2 separate regions of the Mus musculus genome follow, and region 2 is linked to region 1. Evidence: chromatin contacts called from public HiChIP or PLAC-seq data. All regions are on one chromosome and are shown on one strand. The core of a region is the stretch at or near the end of the contact, and the rest is flanking DNA. Distances in the headings are between cores, read along the strand shown. Region 1 has its middle 12 kb from the start of Barhl2. Region 2 has its middle 19 kb from the start of Gm33327.

Region 1 (5,496 bases), core at 1,667-4,166:
CACACACACATGCGCGTGCTTACATATATATACTAACACACATGCATACATACACACAAACACACATGCACGTACATGTACATATGAACATATGAACACATGAACATACACACTAGCACACCTGCATGTTCATGCACACATGAACACACATGCACATACACAGGAACACACATGCATGTACATACACACAAACACACATGAACATATACACTAGCATATGCATGTTCATGCACACACAAACACACATGCACATATACACACAAAAGCACACACACATGCGCATGAACACAGACACACTCCATGCACACACTGATGCTCACACACACCATGCACATGCACATACTCAAGTATGTACACGCTCAGACACACTAAGGCACACTGGTGAGGTGCTCCCTCTATCAGAAGGTAGCTGACCACCTTTTTCTCTCTGTAGAGACCTGCTCTCTGCTGAGGAAGTTGACAAGTTTAAGGCCAGAGTTAGGAAGATTTAAATATACGTTTGATAAAAAAACGGTAAATGGTGTTTTGCTGCCCATCACAGCCTACCCCCAGCTAACTTGGAGGCTCCTTATTAAAACAGGATAAGTTCACATTCCACCCTGAAACCTGTCCCCAGTGAGTTATCTCCTCTACTCTGAAGCTGTTCCTCTTCCAACTGTCTTCTCATCTCTTCCCCTGCCTTAGTCAAGACCAATTGAAAAACTGACAGACCAACTGAGAAATGAAACCCAAACTGAAGTGCTTGCTTCCAGAGCTAGGGATATAGATCAGTGCTGGAGTGCCTACCTAGCATGCACGAGATCTGGGTTCAATCCCTAGAACCATATAAAAACCAGATCTTGCTTTTATGCTCACTTAAACTACTACTATTTATCTCAAATTATGAAAACAATTCAGTCGGTGGTAGCAGCCCATGCCTTTAATCCCAGTGCTTGGGAGGCAAAGACAGGCAGATCTCTTGAGTTTGGGGACAGCCTGATCTACAGAGTAAATTCCAGGACAGACAGTGCTACACAGAGAAATCTTGTTCAGAAAAAGAAAGAAAGAAAGAAAGAAAGAAAGAAAGAAAGAAAGAAAGAAAGAAAGAAAGAAAGAAAGAGGGAGGGAGGGAGAGAGAGGGGGAGGGAGAGGGAGAGAAGAAAAAGAAAAAGAGGAAAAAGAAAAGAAAGAAAAAAGAAAGGAAGGAAGAAAGAAAGAAAAAGAAAGGAAGGAAGGGAGAGAGGAAGAAAGCAAAACAGGGAGAGGGTTCAGTACCTAACCTGACCTGTGGAGGGAAGAAATGAACAACCAGTTCCAACAAATTAATCTCCCATCTCCACATGTGCGCATGTGTGCTGTGGCACATGTGTGCATGTATGCATGTGTGCATGTTTGCTGTGGCACATGTGTGCATGCACACAAATGATAGGCAGGCAGACAGACAATAGGTAGATGATCAATATAGACGATAGATAGATGATAGATAGGAAGACAGATGAAGTTGGAATTACCGCTTAGTGGTGGAGCTCCTATATAACATATGCTAAGAAAAATGGGTAACATAATTCATGGGGGGAGGGGAATATTATGTCAGGTACCATACAAACATAGAGTTTTAAAGACTATGGAGAAGTACTTGAATATGGAAAAAATGGAAGTTTAGATATGTACAGCTGTATATGATGCACAGTAAACCAAACCTAGAAATAATAAGCCACACACTGGAAGTGACTCTCTCCATCTCTACACCTGTTCTTCAGTAGGCATGCATTACTTTCACAATATGAAGTCAGTTTTAAACATTTACACAGAACTTCCACCTCCTCTGTGCCAGGTAGAAATCTGTTGCATGGAGTTATCTCTCGGTCACCTGTAATCCTACAGTTTCTTCTTTCGGTTTGTCTCCTCTATCCTTGGAGGCTGGGGTGGAGGAGGCCACAAGGATTAAAAAGAGAAAGCTACATCTTAGAAAGACCTGCTGCTTCCAGCTGGTATTCAACCAGATAACTGGAGATTCTTTCCAGTTCTGAGTTTGGGTCAAGATCAGTTCTGCTTACAAACCATCTGTTGGATGTATCCTTCTGCCAAATTTCCAAGCAGAACCAAGTAAAAACTGTGAACCCTAAGGAATGAGGTACCTGATGTCTGTAAAACATCTTGCCAAGTAAAGGGCTCCTTCCCCCCGGGGTGCTGGGTTGGGGGTGCTGGGTTGGGGGTGCTGGGTTGGGGGTGCTGGGTTGGGGGTGCTGGGTTGGGGGTGCTGGGTTGGGGGTGCTGGGTTGGGGGTGCTGGGTTGGGGGTGCTGGGTTCTGAATAGTTTGCAAGTTTCAAAACCTTGACCCAAAAATTAATTAGTAATAGCCAGTAAACTTTTAAGCTTAGTTCTCCTCCTCCCCTCTCATTAACATCCCTCTGTATGGGTTTTTAACCTGTCACCTTTGCTTTCCTTAAAACACCCCACATGTCTGCAATAGCAAAGCTAAAAGTGGGACAAAAGTCAAACAGGAAAATGGAGAGCAAAACAGACCCTCTGGATCTCAACTTCATCCTGGCAGGCCACCGTATCTGCTTCCCATCCCAGGCTTGAAAGCAGCTATAACTGCTGTCGTAGATGAAGTGGGAAGGCCAACTCTACCCTAATAAGAGTCTTTGTGGGTGTACTTTGGGTATGTGAAAATAATTGAGTCTTTTACAGGGATGATGAGACCCCAGAGAAGGCAGATGGCACGTGCCCACTTGCCTGATGGCATCCTCTGGGCACTGGAGGGGGCAAAGGATTTTAAACAAAATAAGAGAGGGTAAGAAAGAGGAAAACAGGAAAGTGAAATTTGTGCCTTGATTCTGCAGTCTAGCTCTGCAGTCTGGGTAGCCTCTTCCCCACTCAAACAAGCAGAAGCAAAAAGAAAGGAATCCAGCAACTGGCACAAACCGCTGAGGTTGCTGTGCTCTGATTGGACGAGACTACGGTAGGCGGGACTGGCACAGCCACCAGCACAAGGAGACACAGCAGGCGGAGGTGGAAAGAACTGCCTTTTGGTAGTTAGCTCTAACGTAAACCTAGATTCATGGGAACGTCTAAAATGTGGACTGCCAGAAATTTCAAAGGCAAAGAAAAAAATACAAAAGTGTGTGGGTTCGTCAATTTGGGTTATGTGTGAATTTTTGGTCTATCACTGCATAGCAAGGAAAGATGTGACATTTGTTCCTTTAATCACATATGTGACACAATGTCTTCACTCGAGGCCAGTGAGGACACGTATGTCCCCTTTAAAAATCTTAATTTAATGACACTATATTGTAAGCCTCTACTAATAAACTATTTGTGAAAATAGGACAGATAAGAAAGTCGTATGTTAAATGGTCCCCAGTCGCCTTACTCCCAATGAGAAACGGCTGATACTGGGACAGGAACCTTTCACCTTACAAATACTCAGCCCTCTGGAGGGCAACTGTTAGTTCAAGACTCTGAGAGATAAGTTTAGTCGTTTCACCAAATATATTTTCATCTTGTGAGTAATATCAGGACAACTTTTAGTCAAATTGGGAGTCTTAGCAAGTCCATTTACAACTAAATCATTAAGTCTTTGCATTCAGCAGTAAAGCTGGCCTGTCCGAAAGAGACCTGCCATGAGAATCTCATATTTGGACACTGCCACACACGGCTTGCCTTCTCCGAAGTAGTGTGGTAATCACAGCCTCCCAAGCCGGTTCCTAACACCCAGCCAACAGTGTTTAGAACAGTTTGCCTTCCATGAGGGCACTCTAGTTTTGTGGCTTAGGAGTGCACCACCAGCGGTATTATAAATTCCAACTGCTCTCTAGAAAACATGTCTCCTCTTTCCCTTTCCCGTAGACACGGCCTAATAGAGGCCTTTGAGTGTCTCTTCCTCCAGCCTTCACGGGCTTTGGGGAAATCCTGATCTCCAATGGTGCCCAAACCCACAATCGTGGATAATTCACACTCCCAAAATCATTGGGTGTCAGTTCCTAATTTCCATTAACCTTTCTATCCCTCTAACCCAGCTAGGAAGAGAAAGAAGGGAGCCAGAAAGTTGAAGAAACTGACTCCAGGAACTGAAGAAAGGTTACCATGCAGTCCTGATCTCTTAGGAAGAGTGAGCAGGAGGTGGGTCCTGATGCACAGCGCTGCAAAGCTTATTTTATTTTCTTCATGGGAGATGGAGACCGGCTTTTTATTTCTTCCACAACTCACAGCACTGCTCTGGAGGTCATCCCGAGAACTGTTCCTGAAATATATCTGGATTTTTGACCCAGGTCTGTCTATAGGTGCCTTTCCCAGACAATCATCCTGAAACTCATCTGCCACCTCTGTCACCACCAGCACAGGAGCTTACAAGGCCGCCAGACTGCCCTGAGGCCAGGCAAGCACAGAGACCCGAGCGCCTAGCTACCGGGACTTGAAGGCACCAGCGCCTGGTGCATTCTGCGCCGCGGGCCGGCCGGGAGTGGCACAGGGCCTTGCCCTCCCAAGGGCAGCACCGAGGGCCAAGGCCAGGTTCTGCCTCGCGCTCGGTACGCGGTTTTCCTTTCAGGGCCTCCTATACGATCAGACGGTCGCAAAAAGTCGTGAGCACGCGTGGAGGGAGAAGCGCTGCAGATCATGAACCCCGCGTGGCTCGACCTCCTCCGCAGAGCTTGTCTTCCAGCTGCGGAGACCTCGCGCGACTGAAGCAGAAGAGCCGCCGGGCAGGTTCCAAGGGAGACCCCCGCAGCGGCCGGGGCTCGGGGGCCTTCCGTTAAGAACTTATTAAGTGGGGGGCGGTTAAGAGTTGATCTGTCGCAGAGCGCTACTTACCCCCATATTTTTGAATTACTTGTATTGATCTGAGACTGTGTTCTTTGGAATGTGACCCTGTCGGACTTCGAGTTAATCAGGAAGCGCTGCCGGGGAGGGCTCCTTGTAATCACGGGACCTCCCCACCCGTGGGCACACTCCCCCACCCCACCCCACCCTTCTTAGTAGCCTGGGCCTTGCCTGGAACCGCCTGCCCTTGTCTTTGCTCCACAGCACGACCTGGGAGCTGTCTGTGGTGCTAGGAAAGAGAACCTTGGAGATCGCCAGAAGAAGGGCCAAGCAAGGAGAAGTAAAGAGGAAGAAACAGAATGGCAGCGCGCCCAGAAAAGCTCACAATGACAGAGGCCTTCACATCCCAGCTAGGAGAAAGCAAGGCAAAGGTCTCCTCTGAGTTTTCCCATCCCCCGTTAAGATAGTGGGGTTGATTTTCCAAAGCAAAAGGCCAGCCAGTGACATCTCCCTGAAAAAGACAGCCCTGGAGCCCACCCACTCACCATCACCCAGTCTGGGAGTCCACACTGACTCTCATTCAGATAGAGGAAGCAAGTTGTCTTCTACAGGCGATATGGAGGGGTGCTAGGCACTAGGCCCCAACTCAAAAAAAAAAAAAAGATTCAAGTGGTAAAGAGGACTGGGGTCCCCAGAAAGTTCATCCAGGGTCAGCCCTGGAGATGGTTCCACTTGCCCATGTGCCCACAACT
Region 2 (5,496 bases), core at 2,137-4,636, 340 kb after region 1:
CCTGCCCCACAGGCTTCTGAGTTCAAGGCTCAGCCCTCAGCTGGCAGCACTGTTCTGGGAGGCGCTGGAAGCCTTAGCTAGAGGAAGTAAGTTCCTGGCAGTATGTCCTTGGGAACCTCATCTTGCTGTTTGTCTTAGTCAGGGTCTGTATTCCTGCACAAACATCATGACCAAGCAGCAAGTTGGGGAGGAAAGGGTTTATTCAGCTTACACTTCCACATTGCTGTTGATCATCAAAGGAAGTCAGGGCAGGAACTCACACAGGGCAGGAACTTGGAGGCAGGAGCTGATGCAGAGGCCATGGAGGGGTGCTGCTTACTGGCTTGCTTCCCCTGGCTTGCTCAGCCTGCTTTCTTTTAGAACCCAGGACCACCAGCCCAGGGAATGGCACCATCCACAATGGACCCTCCCACCCTTGATCACTAATAGAGAAAATGCCTTACAGCTGGATCTCATGGAGGCATTTCCTCAAGGGAGGCTCCTTTCTCTGTGATAACTCCAGCTTGGGTCAAGTTGACACACAAAACCAGCCGGTACACGGTTCCTTCCTATCTCTCTGCACTTCCTGGCTCCCTTGAGGTTCTGTTTGTCACACTCTTCTGCTGTGATGTGCAGCCTCAGCACAGGCCCAGAAGCAAGGAAGCTCGCCCGCATGGGCTGCCGTGAGCCCCAACGAACCCTGCTTTTAGAACCAGGACATCTGGCACAGGAAAGTGTCTTCTACATATGCCAGTCACATCCATGCAACCAGAACAGTATGGCGGCCGAAACACATAGCTAGGCTCTCCTGCAAACCTTCCCTTGCAGGTGCACATGGGTGGGGTAAGGACAGCGCTTCTAGGCTGGCCTGGTGAACCCTATCAAGTGAAACCCCCTGTCTTTCACTTACATGCTGGCTAAATAGAAATGATTCTAGGAGCCCAGGAGAAGGTTTGTCCAAGAGACAGGGAAGGTCTCCTTCCTACACATTTGACCATAGGTTGGTACTTACGGAGCTGAGCCACTGACATGTGGCTGGTGTTGGAGTGCTTGCCTGGAGTGATGGTATTTTTACTGGTTTATAAAGGTCAGGAAATATCAGCCAGGAGAGATAGACTTTACTTATCAGTGCTGGAATGGACCAAAATGATCTTAAAATCATCATTAAAATGATCTTTAAAAGACTCTGGCTAATGCTTCTATCCTCAGACAGTGACATAAGGGCTTTTCTTCCTGTGCAGAGATTTGGCCTGGAAGGGGATTTGCTGAGCCCCTGGGAGGAGACAGCAGCTCCTTTCCCTTTGCCCAGTGCTTGCTTCAGGGCAGGCTCAGAAGCTCAGCATACTGCAAACGCTCAAACTAGCTGTATGATTTCAGCTAAGTTTACTACTTTGTGGGTCAGTTTCTTTGTTTGTATAAAGGGAATAATAACGCATGTCCTGGAGGCCTGTCAGCTCCCACCTCTTACACACACACACACACACACACACACACACACACACACAGACACACACACACACACACACACACACAGGTATGGCCTGGTACTGTGAAGTAGAAATGAAGAAATGAAGTTTCACAGGGTAACTTCGAAGGGTATCTGGGGCCAGACTCTTCCCAATGGCTATATGGGTCAGGCAGCCATTCCCTGTGGGTTCAAGTACAACCTGAAGTGTGAGTGTATGTCTGTCTGTCTGTCTGTCTGTGTCTGTGTATACACATGGCATGGGGAGGAGGAGGATCTCAGAGACTCTGAGCAAGACAAGCAAAATCTGCAGCAGGCTCCTTGACTGCCTGAGTAGGGAGAAGGGAAATGTCAGAGTTCAGAAGCACTGACATTTCTCTAGGCTGGGGTGAGAGAGGCTGGAAGCCTTGTAAAATGTTAAGAAATGGCATAGACAACTGTATGTCTGCATAGTACTATTCCAAATGCAGAGTCTCCAATACTCATTCCTCACATGTGAAATGTGAAACCAATCGTTCAAAAAAACAAAACAACAAAAGCCTCAGGAAGGATTCATTTACTAAGACCTAACAACTTAGAAATCTCTAAAATAATAAAAATAGGAAAACGATGCTCAGAGTCTCAGTGTTTAATCGCTGGCATTGAAAGATCCAAAGTGATCGGTACCCTCAGTCCTGCATTTTACACACACACACACACACACACATGCATGCACACACACACACATACATGCACACACACGCACACGCACACACACACACACACACACACACACGCACACGCACACACATGAACCCTTCAGGAATGCTTGAAGTAGAACCCATGCCTTGGGTCTTGGTATTCAGCAGTTGCAAACCAACGCTAGCAGGTGACTGACGAAGCTGCAGTCTGATGGGTGTCGGCTACATCGAAGCAATCGATGTACAATGTACAGGAAGGTGCTGTCCACTTTAAGTGTATGGTTTTGACCCTGGACAAGAGAATGAAGTACATATTTTACATACCAACCCTACCTGGCATACCCTGCCCCCAACCCTGAACTTTCCAGCCTGGGACTGGGTTGCCCTTCCCCCAGAGGATCCTCCTTATATAATCCAGACATTTTGGTTGCTCTCTCTTCTTCTCTTCTCTCTCTGCATTTGTGCCTCTTTCTTTCTTTCTTTCTTTCTTTCTTTCTTTCTTTCTTTCTTTCTTTCTTTCTTTCTTTCTTCCTTTCTCTCTCTCTCTCTCTCTCTCTCTCTCTCTCTCTCTCTCTCTCTCTCTTTCTCTCTTATCCCTTAACCCCCACATCTTTTCCCATAGCAACTTCCCTGGCCTTGGTCCTTGGGGCCAGTGAACTCTCCCAAGTGCAGCTTCCCAATAAACCTGCCTATAATATTGTCTAACCTGGTTTAAATTGGCTCATTTAGCGACAGAAGAATAACATATCATTAAGGGTGGGTCTTGTCCTCTCTATTATTTATATCTAGAGATATCCCTCCAGACACACCCAGAGGTGTGCCTCTTAGATCGACTCCAAATCCTGTCAAGTTGACAAGACTAACTCTCACAACTGCTGAGGTAGGGTTTTAAGACTGGGGAATATACACTGTGCAGGGCAGGGTGGCCAGCTGCTGTCTTCCATGTCAAATAGCAAAAGCAGCTACGGGGTTTACTGAGGCCAGTGCCACGCTCCCTTCCCATGGTGCCCCTACTCCATCACAGAACTCAGTTCTCTGCTTCCTCCACTCGCTGAGACCTTTGGGGATAAAGCACAGTAAGGACATGTGCCGCAGACTTGGGGCTATTTATGGAGGTCAGCCTACAGACCACTGAAGTCCTCTGGTAACTGGATTTGAATGAAAGAAGTCTGAGGAGAAACCAATCTCTGTCCCCTTCCCCCACAAAGTCTCCTTAACTGGCTCCTCAGGAAATGGGGGAGTTCAGCCTGCATACCGCGGCGCCAACCTGGTTGGTGGGAACAGAAAGAATTAAAATAAGGCTCAGATGTGCTCCACTCCCCTGCCCCTTAGGACCTAATGGATCCAGAGAGAAGCGCCACAGTCATTTCCAGCCAAGGTGGGGGTCGGCACTTTGCAAACTCTCCAGTGCTCATTCTATGGCAAGGCTAAGAAAGCATTCTGCCCAGTACCTTGGTTAGAAGGATTTCCTCCCCCCTCCCCCTCTTCTCCCTACCTCCCGCTCTGTCTCCTTCCCCTCCCCCACTTCCTTCTTTATTCCCTCTCTTTCCTAGGTTCCTTCTCTCCTTCCCATAATTCCTTAAAATTGTATCTAATTTTATTTACTTATTTTTAACTAGACTTTTATCACCCCTTTTCTTATTTTTCTTCCCTCTTCTATTTAAAAACCTTGCTTCGTTCATTTTTTTCCTTTCCCAGTCCCCTTTGTTACTGTGTAATTCACGCTAATTTTATTTTTATTAATTTTAAACTTTTATGTATTCTGTGTCTGTTTTGCTGCTTCTTTCTGTCATTACTGGTGGCTAGTGGTTGCCTTTAGCTGGATTTTTCTATATTTATTTATCTCATTTGTTTTGTGTTACTGATAATGTCGCTTGTTCCCCCCCCCCCCCCCGCTTTAAACTGGCCCTGGGATTGAGCCCCCAAAAGAAGGCTGTTCCCTAGGAAGACTCTCCCTTAAAACCGAAAGAGAGATCCTTCTCAACGGATGTGCAAACACCAGCATTTACGCACAAGAAATAGGAAAAGGGAAGTGAAGGCAGCACACAAGACTTTCCAACTTTTCTGTGACAGAATCCCAAGATGTCAAAGAGGAGGAGATGGCAGGCAAAGATCAGAAAGGCAAACATTTAAAATGGTGAATGATTTGAAAGAGGACAGAAATAAATGCCCAAGTCAAGCCCATTATAGGTGGCTGTGAGCCACCATGTGGCAATTCCAGCATTGCATGAAACTGGGTGTGGTGGCTCACAGCTGCCATCTCTACACTCAGGAGTTAGAGGCAGGAGGCCCAGATGTTCAAGGCCATCCCCAGCTACCTTGGCAGTCTGAGGTCAGTCTGAGGCCCAATCATTACCACTGGATGCGCTGAAATAAAAGCAGCACCAGGTTCTAGGCTGAAGTTCTCCATCATTGCCTTTGGCTGAGCCTCGGTGTCTGCATTGGTAAACTGAGGGAATGAAAGTGAGTTGATTTTGAAGACAGTAACTCTCAGTGACAATAGCTTGCTTAGTGCCATAAATTTCAGGCCCGCACCAAAAAATAAAGACTGTTTTGACTCTGATACTTACTGACCAAGGACAGGGATCAATTCAGTTTCCTTCTCAATAAAGTAGGGCTCATGAAGGTGTCTGGTTCATGAGGGTGAAGCTGGATAAAATTTACAAAGCACTTGTGGAATAATTTCTTACTGTATTAAATTTTTTTAATTTTTTAAATTTAAAATTAAAATTCCTGTATAAAAATTTGTATCTTCCAGAAAAGCACTTTAAGACAGAAGGGAAACAACTCAGAATAGCTTCAGGAAGTCCCTGAAACTGAGCAGATTCACTAGGTGCCTTTTCCCAAGACTAAACAATAAAGACTGCTGAGAATCCCTCTCAGACAAGCCAAGCTTGCAGAGAAGATTCTAAGACCAGGCCAGCTGTCTGGAAGAAGCAGATATCAGTAGAGCTGCCAGGAAGGGGTTTAGACCAGCTAAATCACTTGGAAAGTACACTCTCCGAGCTGCCAAGCTGCCCAGCTGCCTGCAGGCTGTACAGTGTGCTCCAGGTTCCAAGATTTTGTGACCTGTCACTCATACTGGGCTTGGTTTTGATGATATAGCTGTGAGTCATTTCTGCTCCTGTAAGTAACCCATAAAACTCATTGGTTCACCAAATTTGATTTTGGTGGTATCCATACGTTGGTCTGTCTGGGATGAATAGATGTATGTGTTGTGTCTCCCAGGAAAGGTCTTGTCATACAGCTTGGCATGTGCTCTAGTATGTAATAAATGCTCAACACATGCTACCTATAACTAGTGCTAGCCTTTCCTAAGTAGAATACTTCATTCACCACTTTGTATAAATTGGACTACATACCCTGCTCTGA

What was found. HiChIP or PLAC-seq counts read pairs in DNA pulled down with a chosen protein or histone mark.
Region 2: an H3K4me3 HiChIP or PLAC-seq map of craniofacial prominence shows a contact between it and region 1, with 4 times the contacts expected there. The contact joins two enhancer-like sites. A contact is called at or near these places in 6 of 39 promoter capture datasets (the HPC-7 cell line, embryonic stem cells, hippocampal neurons and 2 more), 16 of 484 Hi-C or Micro-C datasets (B cells, CD4 single positive thymocytes, DN2 thymocytes and 13 more), 15 of 115 datasets of contacts at active chromatin or transcription factors (bone marrow-derived macrophages, craniofacial prominence, embryonic basal ganglia and 9 more) and 2 of 9 other capture datasets (adipose tissue and embryonic stem cells).

Annotation. Positions count from the first base shown.
Region 1 is chr5:106,443,860-106,449,355 of GRCm38.p6, forward strand. No RefSeq gene overlaps it. Among named protein-coding and RNA genes, the nearest start is that of Barhl2, 12 kb to the right of the region's middle. Within about 2 kb of position 2,917, at least 17 of the 459 cell types and tissues checked have an H3K27ac peak or open chromatin away from gene starts, as enhancers often do. A contact at or near this core is called in craniofacial prominence, where this site is marked.
Region 2 is chr5:106,780,950-106,786,445 of GRCm38.p6, forward strand. No RefSeq gene overlaps it. Among named protein-coding and RNA genes, the nearest start is that of Gm33327, 19 kb to the right of the region's middle. Within about 2 kb of position 3,387, at least 22 of the 459 cell types and tissues checked have an H3K27ac peak or open chromatin away from gene starts, as enhancers often do. A contact at or near this core is called in craniofacial prominence, where this site is marked.